Regions from separate parts of the Anas platyrhynchos genome. Here region 1 is linked to region 2. The links are chromatin contacts, called in public Hi-C maps. All regions are on one chromosome and are shown on one strand. Each heading gives the region's core, a stretch centred on a gene start, on an enhancer-like site or on the middle of the called end of the contact. The rest is flanking DNA. Distances are from core to core; before and after follow the strand shown.

Region 1 (2,700 bases), core at 156-2,655, 70 kb after region 2:
TTCCTTAGAATATTACGGACTGACTGCTGCCTTTGGGGCAGCCTCTGTCTCCCTTGCACTGTAGCAACTGGCTGCCTGTTTTCCATACAGTCCCACAGGTGGATCCTATTTTGATATAAGCTCACAAGAAGGTGTTCTGTCCTTAGGCAGGCAGCTATCTGAACGTTATTTCTTGCTAGTATGTTGGCTCACTTAACACACAAAAACGCTAGAAAAGCAAAGCTTTCCTTATTCTAGTGGAGTGTCAGATTTTGGCTGCTTATGCCATAGCACAGCTTTTCCTAAATGCCAGCATTTAAGGCTCTGTCAGCATGCGCTGCTCGCTGCGATGTCAGGTTTGTAGTCCCTGTTTTCACCTGTTATATAATGGCATGTAATTTTAACAGCTGAGTTTATGTAACTGTCGGGAAGTGTGCGTATGTGCTGTCACCCTCTTTGATTGCATTTGGTCTGAAGCACTTGGAGAAGGGGATTTGCACACATTCTGTTTTTTGTTAAACATGCCTTACTTGAACAAAGATATCTGATTTTGCAGCTCCCAAGAGGCTGGAATCTAAATAAAAGGCATGAATAGATTACAAGGGAAAAAGTGAGAAAATACAAGCAGCTGCTGATGAGTCTGCAGCTAGGTGTATAACGGGAGAGATGAAGTACAGATGGTGCCGTGTGCGTGCAGCATCCTGCTGCACAGTGCAGAATGAACATGCTCCCTGGAAACTGGGGGAGGCTGAGGGCATCCTTGGGGGGATTTTTAGTCTTTTGTGAGCTTGCCTGAGTTGGAAAAGGCAGTTTGTGTTTTCCTTCAGGACTGTGCTGGTCACAGGGTCTGCCTCTTCCGCTAAGACATCAGCCCCTGCCATTCCCTGCACCCCCCAAGGCTACGTGGTGGTCCCTGAGTCAGGGGCTGATTTTGTCTGCTTGCTTTAGGAGAGTCTATCTTGATCTGCAGGAGTCAACAGTTTTCAGTGTTACTGCAATATTTACAGAAAGAGCTATGCAAACATGGAACAAACAAAGGGATGCAGTGGCTTCTGCCTGTTTGTTGATGCGGGTGTCCTTCGTTCACCTCCGGCACCGTGACCTTGAGGCTCATCCCTGTAGCAGCGTGGGTTGTTTGTGTGAAGGTGAGGCGTGGTAGTTCTGATCTAGCCAGACCATAAAGAATTTAATCCCATGTCGTATAGGAAAACCATTAATAAAGGTAGAAAAGCCACAAATAGACTCACAGACTACTGAGTGGGCTGCTGAAGAGTAAGCAGTGCTGCAGTGGATGGATAGCTTCTGAACTGCACCAGGAGGAAGTGACCAGTGATGTTTCTCGAGAATGATGTTTGGTATTAAGCTTGCTTCATGCTTTTGTAAGCAATTCTGGCACAAAGAGTACACTAAAAACCCTGATGATGACGTAAAGTTGGGAGGCTGAAGATATGCAGCTAGAACTAGGCGTCCTTGAAAGCTTCAGTAAGAGAACCAGGATGAGCCTCATTGCAAAAACTGCAAAATCATGTACTTGGAGAATAAAATACTTCTGCTGTAATTACAAGCTCGTTGAACAAAATGGGAGGGTTATGGGGATGTTGTGACTAATCATAGGGTGACCAAATTGTTAACATAACAACTAACATAACATAACACAACTGTGAGTAGGGCAAATGTAGTATGTACAATCAGTCTTGGTAATGGAAGAGAGAGCATAAATGCTATTGTCCAAGGCACTAATAAAATGTTGTGTTTGTATACATAGAGTAACTGACAGAGAGGAATTTGAGGCAGAGCAGGTGCAGAGAATGAATGGGGAGCCTGACCCAGAGAGGACTGGCAGTCTGGCCTGTTGGTTCACCAGGAGGCCAGGAGCTGCTGTGATTGATGCCTTGGAATGCACTGGAAGTAAAGGGCTCTTCCCCTTCTGTGATATTTAAGCACAAGGGCAGCGCTGGTCCAAGACCACGTAAACAGCCATTAATAAATTGAGATGGAAAGCAGGGGAAGGTTGCTGACGATCTGAGCAGGGAGACTTTTCTGTTCCTTCTGCTCTTCGAAGGGAGGGGTAGATCCTGGCAGGCTTTTAGAGCAGAGTGTGGCCTTCCATCTTCCTTCCTTGCTTCAAATTTCCTCTGCCCTTGATACTGATATTAGCTTTGCCATTAAACTGCACTGGGGAAAAAGGAGCATTTTAGCTCTGCTTTGCTATCTGTGGATCCTCGTGTAACAAATGAAGGCGTGTAACAGGAGCCTGGGAGCAAACTGGTGGCCGTTATGTGGAAACATTTCAGAACGGGATGTACGTCAGCTTGGTCCTTTGAATTTTGGAAAAGGCAACTGGGCTAGCAAGTACAACTGATGTTATTTCTTATTCCATTGGTCTCCCAATGGCTTTGCAGGTTTTGCTTGTGATGGGATGCTGTAGGGCCATCAGTGTGGGCAGAGGGATGCATATCCCAGCCACGTCCTGATGGATGCTGGTACCAGCGTACTTGAACCTCCTGTTAGTCATTTTGTTGGGTCACTGGCTTCTGATGACAGCTGGTCAGAAACTTCTGACCAGATAAGGCTGATTTTATAAGGTATTTTGTAGGAATGTGCCCTTTTCAGGTAGTTCTCGTGCAAGGTATGGAATTTCCAGGCAAAGCAAAGGAGCTGCACTCACCGTAGCCACTTCTCTGGCAACTAGGGCAGATCCATGGAAGCACCCTTTCACAG
Region 2 (2,700 bases), core at 13-2,512:
TTAAGCTTCTTCAGAGTCAAGTCATTCTGGCACTGAGGCAGGGAAAACATTTCATTAGTTTCTGCCAGACAAAGGCGGACACCGAAAGTCCTTGGAGGCAAGGAAGACATGGTCATCAAGTTGTTTGTGACTAGAAGTTTATAAGACTTCCCTCTTACAAAAAGCTTGCTGTCGTTACAAGGACAGAGTCTACATCCAGTCGTGATCCCTCCCTTCCCTGGACATTCCCCTTATCATCAGAACCCTCCATGCCATTGAGGGTAGACCCCTGTACACCATTAGCACAGTACAGTATCCAAGCAGCACCAAGTGACATCACAGAAGAACAACCTGCCTGTGTGATGGAAGAGCCTGTATGAACACAGCCGGGAACATGACAAAGTAACGCACCAGGATGATTACAGAGGATTTCTTTGTTCTTGACCACTTCTTGATTTTCACTGGGATGACACAAGCTTACTTAGAATCACAGAATCATTTAGGTTAGAACAGAACCGCAAGATGATCAAATCCAACCATCACCTACCACTACAAGTCCACCACTAAACCGTGTCCCCAGGTGTCACATCCATGCATCTCTTAAATACCTCTAGGAATGGTGACCCCACCACCTCCCTGGGCAGCCCATTCCAATACCTGGCCACGCTTTCAATGAATAAATTCTTTCTGACATTTAATTTGACCTTCCCTGCTGCATCTTGAGGCTGTTTCCTTGCATCCTACCGCTTGTCACATGAGACAAGAGACCAAAACCCACCTTGCTGCAGCCTCCTTTCAGGTAGCCATACCTTGCAGGTCCCTTTCAGGCACTTGAAAGGAAAGCAGTAGACAAACAAGACAGTAACTCCAGTAAATACCCAAGCTGTCCATATTTTATGTTCCTGTTTTCTTTGTTCAGGTTTAGGTCACGATAAACGTGTTTAGTTTGATGTGTCATAAAAAGAGCACATGGCTGTTCCATTTGTGTTTCCAGTTTATTCACCAGGGTCTTGTGTCCTACCTCAAAGTGTGTGGGTAGGCTTTACTAGGAGGTGGGGGAGAGGGGCTGTTTATTCCCCCCACTTTTGCATCATGCAAAGAAAAAGAAAGGAAGGTCATTATTCTTTTGCAGCACTTGGCAGAAGTTGTAGAGCACAGGGTGGAGCAGCCAGTCAATGTCTGAAAGGAACAAAAGGACAACTGCAGCAGCAGAAGAAACAGAAGACTCCGATATGAGAGGAAAAAACAACCAGCCAGGTGTTGATTACTCATTCCCTCATCCAGTCTCCCCCTCACATCATCAGCATGATGAATTCCACGCTCAACCCTGGTGTAGGAAAGCAGTTAATTTTGCTAGGGAGAAGTTTCACTAACCAAAAGAATACATTCACACCCCACTTGTAACAAAAGCCAGTTACTACACATTGATTTATAAAACAGTCACAGAATTTATTGAGATAAATACAAAGTTACATAGATTCTCTATTCTGACAAATGAATGACACTTCCAGAGTGTCCTCATTTAATTGGGTTCTAAACAACACTGTGTACAGTCACAACTGCCACTAGGGCAGCATCCTCACAGATGCCAAGTGTACATCATACATAAGTTACCAGTGAATTCAAGTTCTAAGTAACATGACTAACATGCTTTGGATTACAAGTGCTTGATAATTCCCTATAGCATTCAAGCAATATTGCACCCACTAACGTTATTCTCATGTTCCTTAGCTAGAAATGCTTTGAAGTGATATTCTTACTGCTTTTGTGAGAGTGGATCAGCTACCTAACTTTGCTCCATCTGGCTTTTAAAATACATATTTTTGCATAATTTAAACAACCCAGAGAATTGTATGTTAACACACAGCTTTACTCATCATTGCATACGTTTGTCTATTACAAGACGTAAAGTGCGGTCTTTAGTCATGCTGAAACCACTTCTAGTATAAAATTAAAACAAAAAGGCAAACCTTGTAAAGGGTAAACCTGTTTTAACAGACCTGCACATTGCCTACAAAAAAAAAAAAAACAACAAACGACATACCCCGAAACTATGGTGCCCTCCATTAGTGCATGCAACTGTAGAGCTGAAAAAGGTTTTAAATGCTCTACTGAAATCTTATCATCTGGAATAGACATGATTTTGATTTCTGGAGCTAGAGAGGTACCAAATGTTGTTAAAAACAAGCAACTTTGTTTAGCCTTTTAGTGAACTTCTATAGCTGGTGGCTTATTGTTTACAAATATTCTAATCAAAAAATCCTTAACGAACACTAACCAAACACACTAAATCATACAAAAGCTTGTGTTTTCCAGTGGATTATTGCAAGAAAAGGTAATTATTAAAAGATTATCTGACAAACAGAAACCTGGGTTGGGTTAATGTTCAAAGTATCTAGTATATATACATTTCAAACATACTTACATATACACACACACACTTAAAAAATTTGATCAGTGCTGAGAAATTTAATGAACTGATAATAGAAAAACAGAAGTAAAACCTTGTCAAAAAAGCTTTAGAAAATTGGAACTGTTAGAAAATACTAGTGTAATGCCAGCATTAGAAAAAGATATTAGAACTAGAAAAAATTAACTTGAGGGGTCTTTTGTTAAGAAATCGCAATCATAAAAAGTCTGTAGTGAAGAACCATTTTAAATTATAAAAAATTGTAAAAAATTAAATGTAGAATGTTGCAGAATTTACAGAGTTTATACTGT

What was found. Hi-C and Micro-C count contacts between places; a contact is called where the count stands out from the background.
Region 1: a contact with region 2 is called in a Hi-C map of skeletal muscle, with 2.2 times the contacts expected there. The contact joins the enhancer-like site here to the promoter of ANKRD60 in region 2. A contact is called at or near these places in 2 of 8 Hi-C or Micro-C datasets (liver and skeletal muscle).

What each region holds. Positions count from the first base shown.
Region 1 is chr21:13,307,011-13,309,710 of IASCAAS_PekinDuck_T2T, forward strand. All of the region lies in intron 2 of VAPB (VAMP associated protein B and C), which reads left to right. Among named protein-coding and RNA genes, the nearest start is that of VAPB, 20 kb to the left of the region's middle. Within about 2 kb of position 1,406, at least 4 of the 8 cell types and tissues checked have an H3K27ac peak or open chromatin away from gene starts, as enhancers often do.
Region 2 is chr21:13,236,954-13,239,653 of IASCAAS_PekinDuck_T2T, forward strand. It overlaps ANKRD60 (ankyrin repeat domain 60), which reads right to left and starts at 1,263. Exons shown (of 5, transcript XM_072026311.1): 1 at 1-1,263. The coding sequence starts at 116. It overlaps LOC101805171 (serine/threonine-protein phosphatase 4 regulatory subunit 1), which reads right to left. Exons shown (of 19, transcript XM_027473094.3): 19 at 1,404-2,700.